Regions from separate parts of the Pan troglodytes genome. Here region 2 is linked to region 1. Evidence: chromatin contacts called from public HiChIP or PLAC-seq data. All regions are on one chromosome and are shown on one strand. Each heading gives the region's core, a stretch centred on a gene start, on an enhancer-like site or on the middle of the called end of the contact. The rest is flanking DNA. Distances are from core to core; before and after follow the strand shown.

Evidence for each region. HiChIP or PLAC-seq counts read pairs in DNA pulled down with a chosen protein or histone mark.
Region 2: an H3K4me3 HiChIP or PLAC-seq map of stem cell-derived excitatory neurons shows a contact between it and region 1, with 2.8 times the contacts expected there. The contact joins the promoter of CHRNA7 here to the promoter of OTUD7A in region 1. A contact is called at or near these places in 1 of 7 Hi-C or Micro-C datasets (stem cell-derived neural progenitor cells) and 1 of 1 datasets of contacts at active chromatin or transcription factors (stem cell-derived excitatory neurons).

What each region holds. Positions count from the first base shown.
Region 1 is chr16:23,820,121-23,825,644 of NHGRI_mPanTro3-v2.0_pri, forward strand. It overlaps OTUD7A (OTU deubiquitinase 7A), which reads right to left and starts at 1,284. Exons shown (of 13, transcript XM_016927863.4): 1 at 1,066-1,284. It also overlaps the pseudogene LOC134808440.
Region 2 is chr16:23,982,122-23,988,288 of NHGRI_mPanTro3-v2.0_pri, forward strand. CHRNA7 (cholinergic receptor nicotinic alpha 7 subunit) reads left to right here and starts at 3,786. Exons shown (of 9, transcript XM_016927864.3): 1 at 3,786-3,951; 2 at 4,200-4,339. The coding sequence starts at 3,897.

The DNA.
Region 1 (5,524 bases), core at 34-2,533:
TTTTCCTGGACACATTATCTGCCTCATCATATTTTTAAAAATTGTTCCTCTTACAGCCCACTTCCATTTACAAAGCTATCACCTGGCGGTAACCATGTGCATGTCATACATGACTTTCCCCCGGATCCTTGTGCTGTGGATGAAGCGTTTCCCTGATCGGGGTCTCAAAAGTTTCCCTTCAGCTACTCTTAAATCTATACATTCTCAAGCCAATAGACAGAAATAAAAGTCATTTGCACTTGTGTGAGGTAGCTGAGTTTACAGAGCAGAGGCAAATCCATTTTATTACAGAGATTCTCAAAGGGCTGCAATAGCTTCACCGGGAGGGAGGAGGATACACTTGAGCGGTTGTGTCCAATGAAGGAAAGTTTTAGTTAATGATGACATCACTGACATCTCCCAAATTTAAAGGAGCACTTAAAGCACCGCAGATACAATTTTTTCCCCTCCAGTGAGGAGATACTAGGGAAGGCCTCTGGGTTCACAGCCAAATTGCCTTAATGGTTTGCCTGCTGTTCAGCGAGACCCAGCAGAGCGAGCGGGACGGCGGTGCGCCGGGCCGCGGGGACCCACGCAGTCACAGCTCCGGTGCCCGGCGAGCGGCCTCGCGCGCGGCTCGGGGCCGGGCCCTGCCCGGCCGTCTGCAAGAGCCGCGGGACCCCCGACGCGCGCGCACGGACCGAGGGGTCGGTCGCCCCACGCCTGGCATCACGTTCCAGTGCGGACAGCCAAAGAGCTGAGCGGAGGCAGCAGCCCCGACCCAGCGGGAGCGCCGCGCCCTGCCCGAGAGAGGCGCGCCACGCCGGGACGGAGCCGGTGGCCCAGGAGCCCGCGGGGTCCGGAGCGGAGCCCGCAATGCAGACGCGCCGGCGAGACCAGCCGGGGCCCGCGCCCCCCGCGTCCCCGCGCCCCGGCCCCGCGGTCGCCCGGCCTCAACGCCCACCTGCCTCTCCACGGAGCTCGGGAAGGAGACGGCGCCGGCCCCGCGCCCGGAGAGCGCACCTGCCTGGTCCGCGGGCCCGGCCCCGCCGCCCGCCGGCAGCACCGCGGCCAGCGCCGTCTTACCTGCCGCGCCGCGCCGCTCCGCTCCGCCAGCCCGCAGCGCCGCAGTCGCCGCTACCCGACTTCCATTTTCTCTCGCTTTAAAGGAAAACCAGATCAGCTGTTTTGCTCCCGCTCGGGCTCCGCGGCCCCCTCCCCAGCTGCCGCTCGCGGTCCCGGTGGCCTCTCCTCCCCCGCCTCCTCCCGCGCTCCGCTCCGCCCCTCGCGCCTCTCCGCTCCGCCCGCGGCCGCGCGCAACGCCCGCCTCCCGGCTCCGCCTGCTGCCTCCGGGCGCGCGCCCTCCTCTGACGTCACCGGTCGCGTTCGCGCCCCGCCCCCGCCCCGCGCGAACGTGCGCGCGCCGCGCCTGTGCCCCGCCCCCGCACCTCCGGGGCCGGGCACGGAGAGCGCGTGCTCGCGGCCGCGAGCCGAGGAGGGGACGCATAGCGCCCGCGCGCCCGCGAGCCCGCTCCGGCTCTCCCACGCTTGCCTCTCGGGGTGCCCCTTCTGCGCTCTCCGCCTGGACTGCAGGAAAGGCTGCTTAAACAGCCTGCCTTTTCCTGCTGCCTGACTCGCGCCATCTGCGGCCACCTGTCTCGTTTCTTCCCCCTGGCTGGCGCACCCTTCCTTCCTAAACATCCCAAACTTTCTCCCACCCAGGCTGTCCAGGCTGCGGTTTCTACGCCCTGCGCTGGGGCCTGTGCATCACGCCTAATCCAAAGCTGGTCCTTTTACCTCCCAAAGAGGTTCTCTGACCTTTTCCCATTTTTTGCCTTCCTCTAAAGACTTTTTCACGCCACCCCTTCAGATGGTTCCCCTCCCTGATGGCAAGACCTGCTCGCTGCTCTGGGCCCTTCTCACGTCACCCTGTAGATGTAGTCACGCTTCCTTGTCCCAAACAGGACGTTATATTGCAGATGACCCATACCATCCTGGTGTACTTCTAAACAATCATTATTTTACTTTTAGTTTAGGACTTTTTGCTTGACATTAAACATTGTATATGTTTAATAGTGTTTAATAATTTATTTGACTTTTAAAATTGATATTCAGTAAAATTGGTTATTTGATATATAATCCTGTGATCTTGAACCCTTGTTTGGATTCATGTAACCACTAGCGCAATAAAGAGCTCCCTAGTTCTGCCCTTTTATAACAGCGCCCCCGCCAACCCTAACTTTTGGTAACCACTGATAGGTTCTCCATTGCTACGGTTTTGTCTTTGTGAGTGTGTCGTATACATGGAATTATGCAATATGTAACATTTTGAAACTGACTTTATTCCCTCATCATTATACCTTGGAGATTCATCCATGTTATTGTGTATAGTAATAGTCCTTTTTATTGTTGAGGGGAGTCTCATTATTTGTACCACATTTTGTTTAGTCACCCACTGGAGAATATTTGGGTGGTTTCCAGTTTTTGGCGACTGTGAATAAACATTCTATAAACATTTGCATGCAGCGTTTTGTATGGACAAAAGTTTTTAAATTAGTAGACTAAATATCTAGGAGTGCAATTCCTAGATCTTATGGTAAATTTGTTTAACTTTATAAGAACCAAACAGTTTTCTAGAGTGGCTATAGCATTTTTATAACTGTCAGCAAATATGAATCCCTTTCCTTCATCCTCACCAGCACTTGATATTGGCTATCTTTATCTGTCTATCTATCTGTCCATCCATCCATCCATCCGTCTATCATCTATAATTTTAGACATTCTAGTAGGCATATAGTGCTATATCATTGTTAATTTTCAATTTTCTACTGAAAAATTATGTGGAGCAACTTTTCATATGCACCTGTATATCTTCTTTGGTGAGATGTTTGTTCACATCTTTTGCCCATTAAAAAAAAATAGGTTGTTTTCTTATGGTTGAGTTTTAAGAGTTCTTTGTGTATTTTGGATAGAAGTACTTTATCTGATACGTGTTTTGCAAGTATTTTCTTCCAGTGGAAGCTTGTCTTTTCATTCTCTTAACAGTCCTGTCCTGAATTTAGGGGAAGTATCCAGTTTCTTACCACTAAATATGATGTTAGCAGTAGGATTTTTTTAGTTCTTCTTTATCAAGATTAGGAAGTTCTCTCTATTCCTAGTTTGCAGAGTTTTTATCATGAATGAATGTTGGATTTTGCCAAATTCTTTTTCTGCATCTATTGATACGGTCATGTGATTTTATTTTCTTTAGCTTGTTGATATGATGGGTTACACTGATTTTCAATTGATTTTCAAGGAACCGGTCTTGCATACTTGGGTCAAATTCTACTTGGGCATGGTATATAATTGTTTTTATACACCATTGTATTCAGTATGCTAATATTTTGTTGAAGACTTTTGCATCTATGTTCATGAGAAATATTTGGCTATAGTTTTCTTTTTTGTAATGTCTTTAATTTATTTTGGTATGCGGGTAATGCTGGCCTCATAAAATGAGTTAAGAAGTAATATTTACTTGTATTTTCTGTAAGAAATTGTAAAGAACCTATATCAATTCTTCCATAAATGTTTGGTAAAATTCCATGGTGAAACCATCTGAATCTGGTGATTTTTTTGAGACTTCATTAATTATTGATTCTTTGTGGATACAGAGCTATTAGGTGATCTGTTTGCTTTTGTGTAAAATGTAGTTGTATCATTCAAGGAATCGGTCCTTTTTATCTAATATTCAAACTTGTGGGTGTAAAGTTGTTCATCATAAACCTTTATTATTCTTTTAACATCTATGAAATTAGTAGAGATGACTCCTCTTTCATTTTTTGATATTGGCAAACTATGCCCAATGTCTTTTTTTCTTGGTTAACCTGGATAGGTTTATTAATTTTAATCATCTTTTCAGCTTTTTCTTTGTTTTGTTGATTTTTTTCTATTGTTTTCTATTTTCAATTTCATTCTCTAATTTTTATTATTCCTCTTTGTTCTGCTTGTCTTAGGCTTAAATTGCTCTTCTTTCTCTATTATCCAAGGTGACAATTTAGGTTGTTGATTTTAGATTTTTCTTCTTTTCAAATGTATACATTTACTGCTATAAATATCCCCGCTTTTACTGCATCCCACAAATTTAGAAAAGTTGTACTTTAATTTTTATTTAGATCAATGTTTTTAGTTATTCTTGAGATTCCTCTTTGACCCAAATGTTTTTCAAAAATGTGTTGTTTAGTTTCCAATAATTTGGGACTTTCCAGCTATCATTCTGTTCTTGATTTCTAGGTTACTTCCATTGTGGTATGAAGACATACTTTGTTTAATTTCTATTTTTCTTTAATTTGATAAGGTGTGTTTTATAGATCAGAAAGTGGCCAATGTTGGTGATTATTCCATGCCAGCTTGAGAAGAATGTGTATTGTGCTATTGCTAGATCTACAAATATCAATTAAATAAAGTTGATAATGCTGTTTAGGTCAATTATATCCTCACCGATTTTTTGCCTATCTGATCTTATCAATCATGGATAGAGAAATGTTGAAGTATCCTATGATAGTGGATTGGACCATTTTTTCTTTCAGGTTTATCATTTTTTCCTCACATATTTTGACATTTTATTCTTAGGCACATGCATATTTAGGGTTATTATGTATTCTTGGAGAATTAGCCCCTTTATGATTATGAGTTTCTTACCTATCCCTCCCCTCACATCCCTGATAATTTTCCTTGTTCTCAAGTCCCTTTTATCTGACATTAATGCAGCTACTCCAGTTTTCTTTTGATCAGGGTTAACATGGTATATCTTTCTCCATCCCTTTACTTTTAACCAAACAGATACTTTATATTTAATGTCAACAAGATATAGTGGGGTCTTGTTTTGTTATCTACTCTAGCAATCTCTGTCTTTTAATTGGTGTATTTAGACCATTCACATTTAACACAATTGTTGATCTATTTGGATGAATATCAATCATATTTGTAACTGTTTCCTACTGGTTGCCAGTGGCGGCTTTTTCTGCCTTCTCTGATTTTAATTGAGCATTTTGTGTGGTTCCATTTTATCTTCTCTTAAAGAGTATCAATTATACTTTTTAAAGAATTTTTTAGTGGCCATTCTAGAGTTTCTTTTTTCTTTGCTTTGCTTTTTTTTAAGACAAAGTCTGGCTCTATTGCGTAGGCTGGAGTGCGGTGGTGCCATCTCGGCTCACTGCATCCTCTGCCTCCTGGGTTCAAGCCATCCTCCCAGCTTAGCCCCCTGAGTAGCTTACCATGCCCAGCTAATCTTTGCAATTTTTGTAGAGACAGGATTTCACCATGTTGTCCAGGCTGGTCTCAAATTCGTTAGCTCAAGCAATATGCCTGCCTTGGCCTCCCAAAATGCTGGGATTACAGGTCTGAGCCATCATGTCCAGCCTAGAGTTTCTAATATAGATTTTCTTCTTTTACTAATGTGTGTTCACCTTCAAATCATGGTATTGTTTCACATGTAACGTAGATATCTTATAAGAGTGTGTTCCCAATCCTCCCTCCCATTCCTCGTAGCATTGCTGTTAGTCTTTTC
Region 2 (6,167 bases), core at 2,536-5,035, 160 kb after region 1:
TATCACCACATAGCCTATATATATAAATAAGGTAATAAAGGCACATAATAAACAACTTTATGTCAATAAATGCAATAACTTAAATGAAATAAACACATTTGTAAAAAAAAAAAATTTAGTAAGCTTTTCCCAAGAAGAAATAGAAACTGAATTGTACTACATATCTATTAAAAATTGGGTTAACGTTAAGAAAATAATCTTTCCACAAAAACTCCAGACACAGATACTTCTACTAGTTAGTTTCATCAAACATTTGAGAAACAAATTATATCTTGCACAAACTATTTCAGAAAGTAGAGGAGGAGGAAGCATAAGATCTTCTACCAAAATTAGATGATAAAATTACAAGAAATGAAAATGATGGAGCAATATCCTTCATGGATATACATAGAAAATTCTTTTAAAATCTACTAACAAATTAAATTCAGCAGTAATCAAATCCATGACCAAGTGAATTTGTGGTTTGATCTCTTTTGTCAATATTGAAAAGTTCTCAGAATTTATTCTTTGAATAGTGCTTTTGTCTTACATTCACTCTCCATTTAATGAAAGGATCTTGTATATCTGAAAGACCTGGGGAGGAAGGTAGCCACCCAGCAAAGTCATCTGAACTTTTTGATTGTGGTGTGAGGGAGAAAGAAACTTTCATTGTGGTAAGCCAATGAGAATTGAGGATTATCACTGCAACGGACATCACCCACTATGATAACTAGCTTTACCATTTTAAACGTACAAATTTTATTTATTTTTATTTATTTATTTATTTTGAGATGGAGTCTCGCCCTGTTGCCCTGCTAGTGTGCAATGGCATGATCTGGGCTCACCACAACCTCTGCCTCCCAGGTTCAAGCGATTCTCCTGCCTCAGCCTCCCGAGTAGCTGGGATTACAAGTGCCTGCCACCATGCCCGATTAATATTTGTATTTTCAGTAGAGACGGGGTTTGGCCACGTTGGCCAGGTTGGTCTCGAACTCATGACCTCAGGTGATCCACCTGCCTCAGCCTCCCAAAGTGGTGGGATTACAGGTGTGAGCCACTGCACCCGGCCACAAATTTTATAGTTTATTTTTCAGTGTCCTATTATCTCAAATTGTGAGGCACACATTTTCCTGTTTACTCTGCCTACTGACTTTCCCTAATTGACGACGGCCTAGGATGATGTAGAGTTTGTTTCCTTGAATGGTTTATATTTTTTATTTTGAACTTATTTTCATGGATATTGCGATTTGGGGGCATTTTTTGGAGTCCCATGTGTGTAAAGTTACTAAATCTTCCTCCAGAGGAATTCTTGAATTCTAAACCATATAATACACATTTGGACTCCACACCTAAGCCTAATGCACTTTTTGGTTTTTAAATGTGTAATTATCTTTTTCCCCCTATCCGGAGCCCAAGCAGAAAACATGCTTCCTTCCACTTCCCTGGCTAATGGTTGAGGTTTCCTGGTCTTTTTTACACTGGAAAGGAGATTACACCAATTTCTGGATTTATGTGAATATCTCAGTTCCAGTTCCCCACCTCTCCTAGGCCCCAAGCCCAAGGTCACCTTACCTCCTGAGAGTGTGTTAAAATTTCCCTCTTACCCATAGAATCTATATTTTTGGTATGCCCAGGCATATATTCACATCCTGCTATGTTTTATTTGCTGTTTTTTTTTTTTTTTTTTTTTTGCTTTGGGAACGGGAGTGAGTGTAGAACCTACATAGTCCCGTCAGCTCTATTCCAAGAATGTTCTGCTCTTTTCTTCGTTTCACAAATGAAAAACCTGAGTCCCATAGATGGGAGTCAATACGGCCAAACTCACAGACCTACCTAATGGCACAGGGGAGACTGAAGTTTATTTTCCAACTTCCAGCAGTCCTACGTTGTAAGCTGAGTGAGTGGACTGCGCTTGCAGGTCCTCCAGGTGCCTAGCGAGAACAGAGGACAAATAAATATTTACGAATTGCTTGTCTCACCTGAAAATGGTTTATTTCTAGGTTTCTGATATTATGGGGTGCAATGGCGGTAAGGAAGCAGTTCTGGTTTCAGGAATGTGATCCTGATAGCCATACTCCAGAAAAAAAATCAATAAATTCCCTTGGCCCCATGGGCTCATGCTCTTCTAGAAGGGAAGACAGGGCTCTTAGGTACTTTCAGCGCTTGTAGAAGAGTGTTGTTAAAGTCCCATGACCAGGGTAGGGGATGTGCCACTGAGAATCTTTTCACTAATGCTTCATGGGCTTTCTCTATTCTGCTACTGGGTTTTATTTCTCTTCTTCTAATTCTCCCTTTACCAACAACTAATCCCCTGTAGATAATTAATTCATCAAGTGCCTGCTTTGTGATGTCCGGACTGCTAGAAGTGGTAGGGGGACTCAAGAGCCAGACGAAGCTAAGGGCACGCCTGTCTGCTCTCCAGGGACCCCTGGCGTCCCTTTCTCCTGGCAGAATGACTGCTATCCTTTGAGGTGAATCCAGTTCAGCTGTCACTTCTTCTATTAACCACCCTCCAAAAACAGCTAATCCTTCTTCTAGGCTCTTACCGCAGTTATGAAAGCCTATGCTGACCATTTGTTTAAACATGTGTACATTAACAGTAATACACAAGACACTTCATGGCAAGGGCAATATACTGCATTATTCTTCCAAATCAAGTAGTTGGGCTCAGTCCCCCATTCCTGCTACTGGGGTACAGTCAAGCTCAGTCACCTTTTGGTGAGCCTTTCCCTAGTTCTTGGAGTCTTAAAAGAATCCCGTGGTTTTCGGCAGTTCAGAAACCTAGGCATTGCCGCTGCGTGGTCCACGGGAGTTGCTCTGGTGGAGCTCGGATGCCCGGGGGCTGCAGGAAAGAAGGTGGCAGCGCCCCCTACGCGGACGCAGGGCGCTGCTGTGCTCAGCAGAAGGGAGCAAATGGGATGGAGCTTCAGCCACCCTGGAAGCCGCCCCTTGGCGCCTTCCTCCCTCCCTTCCTCTTTCCAAAATCAAGCCCCCTCTTCAACATCAAGAACTCTCCGCACTCCCTGGACCTCTCAGAGTCTCTCCTCATTTACTCTTTCCAATGCGCTGGCTCAAAAGAGCCTAGATAAGAACACCAAGTTCTGGCTGTCCTTCCAGCAAAGAGTTAGGAGTTAACTTTTCAATCTTTTTAATCTCCTTTAAAAAAGAATGAGCCATACATTAGGGTAACCACTGGGAATCCCATCACACACATTGGCGGCATCTCTCCTCCCCGACAGGGTGCCTCCAGCACTTCAGATCCCAGCCGAGAGTCTGGCTGCTGGCGCCCAGCAAACGGTGCGGAAAGCAAACCGGGGCTCGCGGAAAGCGGGAGGAGGGGGGCTTCCTCGGGTCTGTTTTGTCTGGTTGGCAAGACTTCCGAAGCCTGGTTCTCTATCGCTGCCACCCGGTCGCTGGCGTGGAGGAGGGAGTCCGGGAAGACTGGACCCCAGAATTGTCCCGACTTTCTCCCGAGTGCCCAGCGCAGCTTCTGGCTGAGAGCGGGAGCGGGCTGAGTGGGGACAAAGAACGCAAGGGAGAGGTAGAGCCCGGCCTTGGGCAGCCCCTGGCCTGGCCAGAGGCGCGAGGCCGAGAGCCCGCTCGGTGGAGACTGGGGGTGGAGGTGCCCGGAGCGTACCCAGCGCCGGGAGTACCTCCCGCTCACACCTCGGGCTGCAGTTCCCTGGGTGGCCGCCGAGACGCTGGCCCGGGCTGGAGGCATGGGGGGGCGGGGACGGGGGCGGGGGCGGGGCTCGTCACGTGGAGAGGCGCGCGGGGGCGGGCGGGGCGGGGGCGCGCGCCCGGCTCCTTAAAGGCGCGCGAGCCGAGCGGCGAGGTGCCTCTGTGGCCGCAGGCGCGGGCTCGGGCGACAGCCGAGACGTGGAGTGCGCCGGCTCGCTGCAGCTCCAGGACTCAACATGCGCTGCTCGCCGGGAGGCGTCTGGCTGGCGCTGGCCGCGTCGCTCCTGCACGGTAAAGCCACTGCCTCCCCGCCCTCCACTCCTCCGTGGGATCCCGGGCACATCCCGGGCGCCTCTGTGCGCCCCGCGCCTGGGCCAGGTTTGGGATCTCCCCGCCGCCGGGGAGGGGCAGCGGGGGCGCTGCGGGGGCTGCTTGTCTGGGCTGCACCGGGTGGGCGGCGGGGGACGCCGGCAGGAGGGAGTCGGGGGTACCCCCGCCGGCCTGCCCTGAGCCCCCTGCCCGGGTCTTCTCTCCTTAAGTGTCCCTGCAAGGCGAGTTCCAGAGGAAGCTTTACAAGGAGCTGGTCAAGAACTACAATCCCTTAGAGAGGCCCGTGGCCAATGACTCGCAACCGCTCACCGTCTACTTCTCCCTGAGCCTCCTGCAGATCATGGACGTGGTGAGTCCTGCCTGGCTACAGGGCTGCCCTCTCCCCTTCCTGGGCTCCGAGGGGCTTTTTAGACAGCGTCGGGCGGCCAGGCGGTGGAGATCGGCTGGGGCACTCTAGTTGGCCCCAGGCTAGGCAGGGCCATGGTCTGAATCTGTCCCCAGCCTGCCCTCTCCTGAGTGTCTCATTTCTCGGTTTCCCCTCCCGCCAAGGAGGGACCTGGTAAAGCTTATTCCATCACCCTGGCCACCTGTGCATGGTTACTTGGGTCCCACCTTTCTCTCAGGTTAGAAACTCAAGCCTCCTGAACTGGGACTCAGTAGCAAGAACAGGTGAAGTTCACTTTTTAATCTCCCTTATGGTGTAAGTGTTGACTTGCATTCCAGCATTGTCAATTTAGCCACTTCTAGACTTTTCTACCGCCTATGGTATGTAACTTCTTTGGTGGGGGCCTGGCCCTGAGCTTTGCAGCTGGCGAATCTATCCAGGCAGAGGGCAAGAGGGCCAGCTGTGAACTTTCACTGTGACCCCATCTTAGGAATGGGCATGCTTTGCCTTCCTGGTGAGGACAGGTACTGGGAGTCCTGCTCCGAGGACTCAGGGTTCCCCGTCAGGAATACACGTGTCTGTCCCTCCAGGCAGCTGCCACCAGTTCCATGGGTCTCTTGCCTTGCAGCCTTGCTAGTGCCCACTTCAGTTAGCCAATCTGTGTAAACTTGCCTATTGTTCCTCTATGCTGCTTTGGATATTCAATATTCATGGTATATTCTCCATACAATACAAATACTTCACACAAGTGTTTAATTCATTATAAGTGGGTTTGGTGTCTTGTCTATACAGAGTATCAGATTCTATTGTGGAGCACCCTGGAGTGTGGCAGGGTGGGGCACAGGGATAATAATGTTCATTGGGAGGGAGAGCATGATGGGAAAGAGGTGAGAGAGTAGCCACAATTACTGGTTAAAAAAGAAATAGTGCTAAGAGCTACCTGGCAAAGTGGAAAAAGATAAGAGGTGATATTTCATAATCCTACAAAGAAACAGTTACCCGCACTATCATGTTGATGAATGGTATATCACTTAACCTAGTTAAAATTGCCATGATACATTGCCTCCTTTCCAGCACTACACTCGCCTCAAATGTGTTCTTCCTCCTACAGACAGAATTATGCTTTAAAATATTGAATGTATATGTGATGATGTGGAAAAGTTATCATGAGAGAAGAGCTGTAGGGGAAGGCAGGTTCAGTCTCGTGTTGCAGAGCAGCAAAAGTTGCTGTTTATGGAGCAGCTCCTCAGTTACTTTAAAGAGCTCAGGATTTGTACTTGGGATCTTTGGTGGGTTCTGGCTGTGTTGGTTTCTGGATGGCTGCTGTTAGGTAAGTTTCTTAAGCATCTTGAGCCTTGGCTTTCCGGCTAATAAAATGCACACTGTCAGTCATTGTGATCAACTAAAGAATATGGAAACAACTTGAAGAGACCTTAAAGCTAGATATGTGATTATGGTCATTTTCATGCAGAAACCACATGAAAAAGGACCAGGCAGCAGAGCTAACACACCCCGCAAGTGGTGTGTGACAGGGTGAGAAAGGGACAGTAGCCCCCTCTTCCCCCATTTATCCAGGGTCAACTCCAGCCAGGCTGTCACACTGTTTGTGTCTGCTCCACAGCTGTCTCTCTTGGAGTGGGTGACCCTGTATTGCCTGGATGGGGGTGATGGTGTAGTAGCCCCTCAGTAGAGGAACAGGAGGAAGTCAGTAGAACAGGCTCCTGAGGTTGCAAAGGCTGCGGCAGCGCCTTTTGGAGAAGAGACGACTCGCGGAGAAGCTTCAGGCTTTTTT